Regions from separate parts of the Mus musculus genome. Here region 1 is linked to region 2. Evidence: chromatin contacts called from public HiChIP or PLAC-seq data. All regions are on one chromosome and are shown on one strand. Each heading gives the region's core, a stretch centred on a gene start, on an enhancer-like site or on the middle of the called end of the contact. The rest is flanking DNA. Distances are from core to core; before and after follow the strand shown.

The links. HiChIP or PLAC-seq counts read pairs in DNA pulled down with a chosen protein or histone mark.
Region 1: a contact with region 2 is called in an HNF4G HiChIP or PLAC-seq map of pancreatic cancer cells. The contact joins the promoter of Hps6 here to the enhancer-like site in region 2. A contact is called at or near these places in 1 of 15 datasets of contacts at CTCF or cohesin (the NIH/3T3 cell line), 5 of 484 Hi-C or Micro-C datasets (the G1E-ER4 cell line, bone marrow-derived macrophages, microglia and 2 more), 7 of 115 datasets of contacts at active chromatin or transcription factors (the SCID.adh cell line, bone marrow-derived macrophages, embryonic fibroblasts and 2 more) and 3 of 9 other capture datasets (adipose tissue, liver and pancreatic islet).

The regions. Positions count from the first base shown.
Region 1 is chr19:46,000,470-46,007,212 of GRCm38.p6, reverse strand. It overlaps Hps6 (HPS6, biogenesis of lysosomal organelles complex 2 subunit 3), which reads right to left and starts at 3,735. Exons shown (of 1, transcript NM_176785.3): 1 at 1,040-3,735. The coding sequence starts at 3,587. The coding sequence ends at 1,170. The region is part of intron 1 of 4930505N22Rik (RIKEN cDNA 4930505N22 gene); the gene reads right to left.
Region 2 is chr19:45,917,581-45,923,808 of GRCm38.p6, reverse strand. Armh3 (armadillo-like helical domain containing 3) reads left to right here. Exons shown (of 26, transcript NM_198296.2): 20 at 2,104-2,192. Among named protein-coding and RNA genes, the nearest start is that of 4930505N22Rik, 77 kb to the left of the region's middle. Within about 2 kb of position 2,863, at least 33 of the 459 cell types and tissues checked have an H3K27ac peak or open chromatin away from gene starts, as enhancers often do. A contact at or near this core is called in the NIH/3T3 cell line, embryonic fibroblasts and pancreatic cancer cells, where this site is marked.

The DNA of each region.
Region 1 (6,743 bases), core at 2,486-4,985, 83 kb before region 2:
TGGCCCCGTTTAGGCTTGCAGCTTGTTAATAAAAATACCAGCTGGGCATGGTGGCACATGTTTAATCCCAGCACTCGGGAGGCAGAGGCAGGCAGATCTCTGAGTTCAAGGCAAGTCTGGTCTACAGAGTGAGTTCCAGGACAGCCAGGGCTACACAGAGAAAAACCTCTGTCTCATAAAGCCAAAAAACCAAAACCAAAACCAAAACCAAATCAAACCAGCTTTCTGTAGCTATCATTTGGGAGCTAGAACAGGTTGCAGAAACACCCTGTGGTTAATTGGAAGCAAAAGGGGTGTAGCAAACCCCCAGAAAATTCTACTCTAAGAGGCCCCTTGGGTAGAACTGGGCAGAGACCACAGCCTCTTTAGAAGGGTTCTGCTAATGGACCCAGAAAAATAAGAACTTGGTTGTTGCTGCTACTTCTTGGCTTAGGGAGTCACCAGAAGTATGAGGCTTTCTCAAGAGCTTTGCAGTCCGTCTGTCTGTCCCCCAGCTCCCCAGCAGTGACTCATTACTAGTCTGGAGCCCTACAAACAACCCCCTTGTCTGTATAAACCAGGGACTGCTCAAGAATGGGGGGAAGTAAGCAAGGGCTTAGGACAAATATGGGCTTCTTTCCCCAAGGCCAGAAGAGACCCAGGGAAAAAAAAGAGAGCCCTATAGAATTCTCTCCTTGAAGTCCCGGAGAAGCCAGCACTAGGTAAGGAGCTTGCAGGCACTGCTGGGCTATGGAGTGACATGGCTCACATGTTCAAGCCTCTATGTTCTAGGTGATAAACTTGGCCAAGCTCTTTCATCTTTCTAGCCAGCTACTTCTTCTCTCTAGAAAATGGAGACATTAATACTTCATCAGTGGAGTTATGAGAAGCATTAAATAAGGAATTCTATAAAGATCAACAGGTTTCCTAGCACACAGGAAACACACTCAGGACTATTGTTTCCATGACCAGAAGTAGCTGATTTATGCAAGACATCCAGATTCAACCATTCCCTCGATAAGCTACAACCCTTAGCTGTTCAAAACTTAACACGCACAAGAAACCTCTGTGAGTATATTTGGTATTTGCATGTATTTTAAAAATTGTTCCACAACAGACAGTATTGCACACACAAGTCCCACCTTCGTGCTTCATAACCCTAGGTACCCTTCCCTTCGCATCTCTGTGCTCTACAAATGAACTCCCACATCAGCTGCACCGAGCCCTTGTCCAGGTGGTACCCAGGCTTCTTGTCCTGGATGGTCTGATGCCGGGAGAGAAGCAGTGGGTCCACGAGGTGGTGTAGGGGGTGGAGTGCCTGGGTCCCATAAGATGTCCTCATAGGTGCTTTGAACTGGGCCAGACGGCCTTCCTTGAGCCCCAGTCTGTTCTAGCAGGGCTCTGACCAAGCCCACTGTGAGAGGGGGCTCTGCCCCAGGCTCAGGGAAAGGGGTGGTTCCCTCATCATCTGGGAGATGTGTCCTCAGCAGAAGTAGGAGCTCATGTGGAGCCACTTCCGGTGGGCACAGGCGACAGAGGAGAGGGAGGTGTGCATCCAGGCGGCGGTGCTGGGCAAACTCTGCCAGCAGCAGCTTAAAGATCTCACTTCGAAGCAGGGGGCTGGAGGCATCCAGGGCCAGCCCGGCTTCCAGAGCCCGTTCCCACTCTTCTTTCTTTATCAGCTGCCTTACAGCTTGTAGCACGGCTTTGGGTCGCCCACTGCCCAAAAGCAACTCGAGTTCCAGAGCCTCAGGCCTCTTCCCTTCCTCACCTAGCACTGCCAGGGCTCGGCGGTAAAGGGGCAGACTGGGGCCTTCAGCCCCCCAGCCGGGGCCACCCTGCTGCTGTGCCAGTTTCACAAATGGGGGGAGCCACTGAGGCTCGAGCTGGCCCAGGCACTGACACAGGAGTTCAAAGGGCGGCAGTATTCCATTGGGATGTTCCTTTCCAGCTGTTGGAGCCCTTAGGACCTTCTTCCATACATCCGGGGGTGCTTGGGACCTCAGCCTGCCACTCCTATCTGGCTGGAGCTGCAGTGCCTGGAGGGTGGCACCCCAAGCTGCTGTAGGAAGGGCTTGGAAAATGGTGTTGAATTGGGCCAGCTGGTCTCCTGTCAACTGGGTTCTCAGCAGGCGGGCCACCTCGTGCTCCGCTAACTCAGTCCAGCCAGCCTCCTCATCGTCCCCAGCCACCAGCTGGGCCTTGAGCTGTTCTATACTACGATAATCCCGGAGCTCAGCCCTCAGGGTTGTCAGGAGTGTAGACGGGGGCAGGTGGCCCTGGAGGATGGAGGCCAGGGCCTGAGGTGCCCGAAACATGCTGTTGTGTCTCAGTTCTTCTGGGGTAAGCTGGGTACCTCGAAGGCTCCGACGCTGGTAGTACCCACAGGCCTCCTCAAACACCAGGTCCTTGTCTGAAGGCAGCTCAAGGCCTTGGGGAGTTTCCCAACACACACAAAAGAGACCCAAGGCTGAAAGCAATCGTAGGGCTCCTCGGGTCTCCAGCTCTTCCTCGTTCTTCATGCCCGGGGCTGGAGGCTCCAGCAAATGTACTCTGTCTGTACTGAGAACCTTTTTTTCCAACAGCCGCCCACTGCTCATGTCCAGTAGTTCCAAGGTGGAGCCCAGGACACAGGCTAAAGTGCCGTGAAATGTCCCCAGGGCTGCAGACCCTTTTAGGCTTACAGGGGCCTCCTGCAGGATTCCCACGGTTCGAGTACCACCATGGCACTGCACTAGGCTCACCTTCCCTTTCAAGTCAAGCAACAACAAGCCCTGCGAAGATGGGGCCCAAGTGTGTACAGCCAGTGGCTCCCTGGGGGACAGGAATCCAGGAAGGCCTCGCAGCAGGGTCCGGAAGTCCCAAGTGTCCCCTTGTTTGGGATTCAGGCTTTTACTGTGTGAAAGACCAAGAGATGGAGCAGCAACTATTACCTTCCCCTTGCTTGGGCTCCAGATGAGCAGAAGGTGGGCCACACCAGACCAAGTGTTGGTAGTAGGCACCAGGAAGAGGTCCTTGCGGGAGGCTATCAGTCCAAAAAGGGGGCAATGGTGTAGCAGGATGTGGGTGCAGCCTAGTTTGGTGCCAGCCTCCCCGCTGGTTTCCAGGGTCTTGAAGCACACACGGTGGCTGAAGGCCGTTGAAAGCTGCTCTGGTTGGTCCTTAACACCCGGCTGACGCTCCTCGCACCAAACTAGGCGGCCTCGGGTTGCGGCCACGGCCATCACGCGGGCTCCACCATCCGGACACAGCTCAGTGCTCTGAAGTAGCTTCCATCCAGGCTCCATCCCCACGCCCCAAACCTCTGCTAGGCCACTCTCCCATACCAAGATCAGCGCGGGTCGCGCCAGCCACGGCACGAAAAAGACGTCCAGCGGCGAGGGGTCGCCCTCCGGCCAGGCACGCTCCAGCGGCAGGCCGGGCCCACGCACAGCCACTAGAAGCTGTGGGGCGGGCGATCCGGGGGGTCTTAATAGCAGCAAGTGGCGGCCGTCAGGGCTGCAGCGGACTAGGACAGCTGGGTCCCCCGCCAACAACTCGCGGAGCCGGGCCGCGCCGGTGAAGTTGCTCAGATCCGAAAGCAGGCGCAGAGTTCCTGCACGCTTCATGACGCCTCTGCCGCAGGAGCTAGCCAAGGCCTGATCGCCCAGTGGGGCGAGGCCGGACTGCTAGTCCTGGTACCCGGGGGAGTGCAGGGCTGACACTTCCGTCCCTGGTGAATGAGGTGAGCCAAGCCCTGGACTGAACGTCGACTCCGCCCGGCCCCGCCCCGCCAGGCGAGGTCCGGGATTGCCCCAGGGCACGCCCCGCTAGCGCTGCGCGCCGGGGGCGGAGCTGCGGGAAGATGTCCGAGGGAGGAGCATCCGCAGCACCCAAGGGTCCCCGCTCTGGATTCAAGTTTCCTAGGCACCGTGAGAATGTCTCAAAACGTCTCCCTTCTTTCTGAACCTCGCTCTTTCACCTTATTTGTGGTTGAGTACTGACACCGTATCAGCCCTGACCAAATAGCAAATCTCAACCGCCTGGAAATTTAGTGGAAAAACTGTAAGGTTAACAACCCTCCGCTCACCAGGCTGGCCACAAATTCACAGAGATTCTCCTGTCTCTGCCTCCCAAGTGCCGTGATTAAAGTTCATCACTACCATCCCTGGTCTTTATACATATGTTTTAAATTTGAAGTCAGCATACAAAGTAATGAATTTCATGATCGCATCCCCTTCCTCCATATTCTTAGTCCTGTGTGCACCTGTGAAGGCTGGAGGTCAGCCTCAGTGTCTTTCCTCAGAAGCCAACCTTCTACACTGTTTTGAGAGAACTTCTTTCACTAGGACCTCTCACCCACTAGGTTGTGCTAGCCAGCCAATGAGCTCGGGAGATCCTCCTGCTTCAGTCTCCCACGCTGGGATTATAGACTCGAACCACAATACCAAGCATTGAGGATAGAATTAGCGTCTTAAGCTTTTGAGGTATGCACTTTATTGACCAAGCTATGGCTGGCATTTTTACACATATATATATTATTCTACTTTGTTCCTGTTCACTGCCTTCCTCATTAAAAATTTAAATTAAATTATATTGAATGTGTGTGTGTTTGTGTGTGTATCTATGTGTGTCTGTGTTTGTGTGCGTGCAATATTATGGGCATACGCCACAACACCCACTCAGAGGCCAGAGGACAACTTTCGGAGCTGGTTCTTGCCTTGTACCACGTGGTTCCTGTGGTGGTTTGACTAAGAATGGTCTCCCACAGACGCATATATCTGAATAGTTAGTCATCAGAGAGTGGCACTCTCTGAGAAGAACTGGGATTAGTTATGTGTGGCCTCCTTGGAGGAAGTGTGTCACTGGCAGTGAGCTTTGCGATTTCAACCCCCCATGCCAGGTCCAGGTTCCCGTCTGCCTGTGGATGGGACTGGAGCTCTTAGCTACTGCTTCACTGCCGTGTGCATCACCGTGCTCTCTGCCAATGATGATAATGGATTGATGCTCTGAAACTGCAAGCAAGCCCCTCATTAAATGGTTTCTTGTATAAGAGTTGTCCTGGGGCTGGCGAGATGGCTCAGTGGGTAAGAGCACCCGACTGCTCTTCCGAAGGTCTGAAGTTCAAATTCCAGCAACCACATGGTGGCTCACAACCATCTGTAACAAGATCTGACTCCCTCTTCTGGAGTGTCTGAAGACAGCTACAGTGTACTTACATATAATAAATAAATAAATCTTAAAAAAAAAAAAAAAGAGTTGCCCTGGTTGTGGTATTTCTTCACAGCAATAGAAGAGTGACTGAGACAGGTGTCAGGAATCAAACTCAGGTGTGGGAACGTGGTTCACGGATGAAGCTGTGAGGAGCTGAGACCTTGTGGGAGAACTCCGAATAAACGAGTCTATAAACAATAAACAAGATAACCTCTGCACCCTCCCCAGCTGTATCAGAGAGGAGTAAATTAACTTATGTTATTGATTACAACTGACTATTGTTGTCTTTACGCCTCTATGGAAAAACATGTTTTTGTTTTTGCCACATGCGGCTTGTCCTTGTGACTGGACACTTTACTTAGTTGACTCCTTTTAACCCTTAGAGTAAAAACTGTCTGCTGCGAGAAATGAAGTTGGCTATGGCATAAAACTTTAGTTCACGGACGCTTCAGGCTGGCTCTCCCAGGTTCACACCGCCAGCTGGAGTAGCAACATCAGGTTCAGCAGCACTGATGAAAGTCCGTACTCACGCACTGAGGTGTTTCCTCAGCAATATATATATATACATATATATGTATATATGTGTGTGTGTTTATATATATATATATATGTTTATATATATGTTTATATATATATTTTTTGGGGGGGGACACAAATTCTCACTCTGTAGCTCTGTAGCCTGGCTTGTCCTTGAACCCTTGACAATCCGTCGGCCTCAGCTGCCCAAACACTGGAATTATAAACTGTCGTTCCTGTATCTGCATGAACTGCCATACCCTGTTCCCCGAATACTGATTGATTTGTCAGGCTCCCCTGTTTGGGGAGGGCATGCTTTTTTTTTTAAGATTAATTTTTATTTTGGGGTTTTGAAGAGATGGTTCAGCCATTGAGAACACTGTGTTTTTCAAGGGGACTTGAGTTGGCTCTCAGTACCCTCACAAATGCTTACAACTCTAGCTACAGGAATTCACTCTCTTTGGGCCTGCACAATCAGCCAGCCACAACACAAATAGAAAGTATAGAAAGTAAAATCTTGAAAATTTATTTTAATGTATGAATGTGTGTATGCCACATGTGTGTAGCTGCTTAATGAGCCCAGAAGAAGATATCATACCCCCCCAGAAGAGGACATCATATTCCCCTGGAGCTGGAGTTTCGGTGGTTGTCAGCCATTTGATAGTGAGTGCTGGAAACTGAATTCATGCCTCTGGAACTCAGCAGCAAGTACTCTTAACTACTGAGCCATTTCTCTAGCCTTGGTTTTTTTTTTAATGTATGTGCACATCTATGCAGGTGTATGTAGTATGTGTGCAGGTTCCTTTGAAGTTACAGTCAGTTGTAAACTGCCTGACATTGTTGTTGAGAGTCCAACTCAAGTCCTCTCTACAAGAGCACCAAGAATTCTTTGAAAACATTGTTGTTCTTATTTTTGTGAGGCAGGGTTTCTCTGTGTAGCCCTGGCTGCCCTGGAACTCACTATGTAGACCAGGCTGGCTTCAAATTCAGAAATCTGCCTATCTCTGTCTCCAGAGTGCTGGGATTAAAGGTGTGTGCCACCATTGTCTGGCTCA
Region 2 (6,228 bases), core at 1,614-4,113:
TGTACTCCACCTACATAGTGCTCCACCTACATAGTGCTCCACCTACATAGTGCTCCACCTACATAGTGCTCCACCTGCATAGTGCTCCACCTGCACAGTGCTCCACCTGCACAGTGCTCCACCTGCATAGTGCTCCACCTGCACAGTGCTCCACCTGCACAGTGCTCCACCTGCACAGTGCTGGGGTAACCGATGCCTGCCTGTGTGTCCAGTGTATACAGTGTCCGGGATTGGACCTAGTTGCACTTAGGCAAGCTAGGTGGTTCAGCTTTAGCATCTGGAAATATTTTTTTATAAAATAGATATTAAGCCCAAGTTTTAAGGGAAAGTATTGGGCAAGAAGTTAAGAAATACTTGAAAGCCTGAGTGTGGGTGTCCCCAGGAGACAGCCTTTGTAACTTGGTGTAGCCAGCTAGATTGTTGGGTGGCTTTTGAAACAATTTTCTTCAAAGTGTTGCTGGAAATCTAAATGAGATGCTAGGTGAATAAGGTTACCTCCGGAGCACAGGGATGTAGTGCAGAAAGTTAGGAGGTCTCCACTGAAACAAAATTAATTTTGAGATCCCCAGAAACATCTGGGGTGGAGTGTGGTCCTACCCAAGGTCATACACATTCGGGCCTTAATCCTGGTTCATTGCTGTTTTAGAATTATCTGTGCCAGTAACCTCTTGCTTCTCAGCCGGCGTGAGCCTTCAGCTAGAATCAGCTACGAGTGAAGCATTGTCTTTCCATTCCATTTCCTCATTTTTTTCCCTGCCTCATTAGCCCTGGCTGCGTATCAAGTTCAAGGCTAGTCTAGTCTACATGAGACTGTTTCAACAAAACAAAACAGGCTGGGGATGTAGTTCATTTGGTAGAGTAGTTGCTTAGCATGCATAAAGCTCTGGATTTCATCACCAGCACCCCAAAAAAACTATCTGGTACTATCAGCGCTTGGGAAGTGGAGCCAGGAAGATCAAAAGTTCAAGGTCATTCTTAGGTGTAATATTAAGTTGGAAGCAGGCTTGTGCTACCTAAGATCCTGTCTCAAAACAGCAAACAAAGCACATTGTGTTGTTCTGATGTATTGAACAGTCCATATAATTGAAGAGTCCAATGACTGGACTATTGGTCCCTGTAGCTGCTGCAGCACTTGCAACTAATTCCTTGGTTTGTGCAACTAAGGACCTGGATTTTTGTGTGCTCCCTGCATCCCTAGGCTGATTTTTATTTAATTCCATTCATTATATATCTATTTCAATTTGTTTGTTTGTTTGTTTTGTTTTTTTGAGAAAGGGATTCTTTGAGTATCGCTGGCTGTCCTGGAACTTGCACTGTAGACCAGCCTGGCTTTGAGCTCAAGAGATCCACCTTCCTCTGCTTCCCGAGTGATAGGACTAAAGGTATCCACTACCACCCAGCTTCTTTATTTAATTTTGAGGCAGACTCTTACCTTGCTCACGTTGGCCTGGAACTTGCTATGCAGGTGCCTTTAGAGGCCAGGAAGCTCCAGGAAGTCCTGGAGCTGGAGTCACAGGTAACTACAAGCTGCTGGGACTCTGTTGAAGCCTGGTACCTGCTGAGCCATCTCTTAGAATTGAATTTGATCTAGAGCCTTAATGTCTTTAATTTTTTTATATCCAATCCATTCTTCTGTCTCTTACATTTTTTAAATTAACAATGTTTTATGTGTATGGGTGTTTTACCTGCATGTACACTTGCATAGCACATATATGCCTGGTATCCAGAGAGGCCAGAAGATGTTGGATTCCCTGGATCCGGAGTTACACACAGTAGTTAGCTGCCATGTAGGTGCTAGGAATCGAACAGGCCTTCTGGAAGAGACATTGATAGCCTTTTCAGTGGTGCCTTATTACAGGCCTCTAAGTGGTTGTAGTCCCATGGGTAGCACAAATATTGTGTGTGTGTGTGTGTGTGTGTGTGTGTGTGTGTGTGTGTGTGTGTGTGTGTGTGTGCAAGAGACTGACAGAGGAAATTCATCAGAATTATCTTTTTTCCTTTAACCCCAGTCTCAGTGGCCCCAGCCGAGCTGCCTCCCTACAGAAATGGTCCAGGTGAACTGTGATGGATTCTGAAGCTTGTCCGTTTCCTTTCTTATTGCAGGCGGTGTGTCCAGGTAGTGCATAAACTGCTGTGTTACCAGAAGAAGTGTAGAGTTCGCCTGCATTATACCTGGCGGGAGCTCTGGTCAGGTAATGTTCCTTCTTGAGTCTGTCCTCTTCCTTTGTGCTTTTTCTGACTTTTAGACTCAGGCTCAGACTGTTAGTAGCCCTTCTAGCCTCGCAGTTAGTTAGGATGATTCTGGTTTTACTTGTACTATTTATTGTTCACAATTCGGTTTTGTTTGAGTCTAGACTTCAGCATATTGTGTGGTCCACGCCTGCTTTCTTGTTCCCTCTCTTGCCCTGTCCTTTTGTCTGTGTATCAGCCTTTAGAAACAGTTGATGATTTTTTGAGTTCTGAGGCTTAATAATTAGCTTGGTACAGAGTGCTTGCCTAGCAAGTGTAAGGCCCTGGGGTTTGATCCCTAGCAGTGAGAAAAAAGGAAAAAGAAAAAAAAAATTCAAGAAGGGATATAATTTTTTTAGCCAAGCATAATGGCACAGATCTGAATTCCTAGCCCTGGAGGGAGAGGCAAGTGGATCTCTGTGAGTTCTAGGCCAGCCTGGGATACAGAGTGAATTCTAGGCCAGCCAGTGCCATGTAGTGATACCTTGTCTTAAAAAACAAAATCAACCAAACATGTCTTGAGTCTCAAATATTCTGGCTTTGTGTAACAGCAAGGAGGAAATCAGTGCAAACTTGGACTCTCACTCCCTTCCATTTGGTAGCAGCATATGGACTATAGGGAGCCTCTGTGTTTCCTCAAGATGAGTAATCTCAGAAGGAATGGCATTAGGCGGGTGGGGATGGATGGGGGCGGAGAGATGGGGGGAGCCCTGTTCTTTTGTTACATCTGGCATTATTACTGTTTACAGACTGTGTAGATGGTACCACTCCCCCTGTGCCAGAGACAAAACAGAAAATTACAATGTTTACTTCGGTCTTTATATCCATTTGGTAACCCAGTAAAGTCACTGCCACCCCTGCAGGCGGGAAGTGGCTCTTCTCTAAGGGCACAGTTAATGCTAGCTTGCCACCCTTTCTTTTGTGTGACTAAATTGGAGGTTTGGGAAAGCAAAGCCTGTCCCCTGAGGCAGTTGCTTGCTGCTGTCCCGTGGCTTTGTGACCTGATGGGATAATAGTTTTCTCCAGATGATTACAGTGATGAGTGGCTACCCTCGGGTGGGGTGCTTCTCTCTGTGCTGAGCAGAAGAGAGAGTGTTAGTGTCGGGGGGCTTGGTAAGATAGCAGGCCAGGAGCCCAGCCCCTTCCGTGGAATTCATCTCCCTTGTTGTGACACATGCTTTCCTCCCAGCTTAATTTGGCTTTCTAAATTTAGACCTCCATAATGGGAAGTAGAGATCTTTAATTAATGGATTAGCAAGTTTTCAGCAGTTACTGCGTATGATGGTAATAGGGAGGGCAGGACAGTCACACTAAAGGCAACAGCGGCAATTTTAGTCGGAGTTTTAGGAGAGAAGAATATAGTCATGAGGGTTTAAAATTGAGGGCATGTTAGAAGAGATATTGAAAGAGATTGAAATGACATTTTCTGTGTGTGTGTGTGTGTGTGTGTGTGTGTGTGTGTGTGTGTGTGTGTTGTTTGAGACTGGTTCTTGCTCTGTAACCCTGAACTCAAGACAGTCTTCCTGTTTCAGCCTCCCAGATGCTGGAATTATAGGCATGTACCACCCACATATAGATAATAATATAATTATAGAGCTCTGGAAGTCTAGAATGTAAAAGAGAATGAAAATAGTACAGGTGTGTATACTTGGGGCAGTTGTAGGATACATAACAATGCCTGTGGTTAGAGTCTGTCATGAGATGATGTCATGGTAGTGGTTAGCAGTCCTGTGGCGGCAGCAGTTGTCTCCCGCTTCTGGTTCTCATCTAGTTTTATCCTTTTTTTTTTGGTCATTTCCCTGTGGCCCCTGTGGACTGGCTAGCTGCCCCTCCCTCTCATCCCCTGTCCTCTTACTCACCGTTCCACTGTGTGCTGCTCACTGATCTCCGCTGTACCCTGTTGTGTTGTCCTCCATCTTTCATTCAGGCTTCCGGTTGTTCTGCATCCGTTTCACATTTCCTATCGCGGTTTTCTTGTCATTTATTTGTTTACTCACTTATTTACTTATTGGTTTTTTTTTCTTCTTTTTGTGACAGGGTTTTTCTGTGTAGCCATGGTTTCTCTGTGTTTTGCTCTGTAGACCAGGCTGGCCTTAATTGAACTCAGAGATCTGCTATTAATCCCACTGATAGAGAGTAAAGACCATTACCCAAATTCTTTTACTAGAAGTAAGCGAGCTTTATTCTCTGTCACACAGGGCTGTTTCCTTAGAGCAGGGTTTGAAAGAACCACATTGAACATAGGAGAAAGTGGGATTAACAGAAAACAGGAATGACTTTACCTGGTAACAAGACGGCTTCTAGTCTTAAAATGGAGGAGGCTCTCACTCACTGCCTCTGCCTCCCAAGTGCTGGAATTGCCCATAGGTGTAACTGTAACCGGAGGACGGCTAGCATTTTGTTGGTTTAGTTAGTAATCTATAAAGAAAACAAAAAAAAAACCAAAAAACCAATTCTTTATCCTGAGTTGGTTGGTTAACTTTATGTCTTTGAGAACTTTCTGTCTTATTCTGCTCGGAGATTACTTGCTGTCTTGATTAATGTTCAGCAGTCTGTAATGTGTTAAAGGGAGTTATGTAGGAGAACCATTAGCGACTGCTTGTTCCTAAGGCATAGATGTTTGTGTTTTTTGAGGTTAGTTTTTCTTCTTTTCTTTTGTAAATATCACGTTTACTTATTTATTGGTTGACTATGTGTGCACATTACCCACGCCTGAGAAGATACAAGAACAACTTACTAGAGTCATTTATAACCTTCTCCATTTGGAACCTAGGGATAATACTCAAGTTGTCAGGCTCAGCGGCAAGCACCTATACTTTCTGAGCCCTTCTTCCTTACGGAGTGAGCTCGTCTCTAACCCTGATTCTGTGTGTTCACACATGGAGTATACCGCGAGATGAAGAGCAGCAGGTGTTAAGGAAGCTGCAGAATACAGCGCTCCACCCAGTACAGTTAGAGCCATAATAATGTGTAATATTGCATCCAGAGAGTACAAGTGTGGCTATGTTGGATCCACCCACTCCTTGGCTGGCACTACCCTCATATGTTGGAATGCCCATGTTTTCATTCTCTCTTTGCCTCTAGATGGATTTGAGGGAGGTGTGTGAAACTCATCATGGCAAATAAACCAATGTAGATAAATGCTTGCCTGTGTATGGGTTATGATTATAAATTAATTTTATTTATAAATAAGCGTGTAAGGCATGTAAGGTTAGATTGAACAGCTAGAAGCCTTTGAGCTTACAGCAGATACTTAGTCAGGGCCCAGATGCCCTTGTATTTAGAATGTGGTGGTCAGCGTCACTGTATTTCTTGAGTGTTAATTTTTATTTCTGTGATTATTCTTTGTCTTGGGGGAAGATTGCCAGAAGTCTCCAAAATTCCTGAAGTGAATTTCCAAAGATTGGGAGAGGAAAATACTGGCTGTGTTAGCTCGGGGCTCAGGCCCGCTTTATCCTTCCCTGCAGTTGGCTTCACATGCACAAGCCCTGACCCACTCCCTGCTGCACTTCTTTGTACAGTGGCTGTTGCCATGGAGTCTGAGTGTGTAGGAGGACATCTGTGCTCATTTCAGTTGGAATATGGAAGAAGGAAGTCCTGCATGTCTGCTTTGCCCTTCCTTTTAGGAACCATTGTTTTTCCCAAAGTGTAGAAAATTTGGGAATCCTCTTATGACCTTCAAATGCCAGTCTCTGAGCAAAACCTTACCTGAAACTTCATCTCGGATGAAGACAGAAAATGAGGTTTGGGGTCAGATGACAGTTTCTTATCTGTGAAACCAGAATGAAAGCAGAGCTCTGCGTATCCAGAAAACGTGTTTGTACATTCCTGTGCTCCGGGGAGTTCAGGGCGTTCCTGAGCCCTGTGAGGCTCAGCCGTTACCTCAGAGGGGAAGAAGATGGCTGCCCTGACTTTATGTTCCATGTCTTCCCAATGAATTCGTTTCTCACAGATACCCTAGTGTCTAGTTGAGCTTTTTTCTTTACCCCGTTGTGCTGG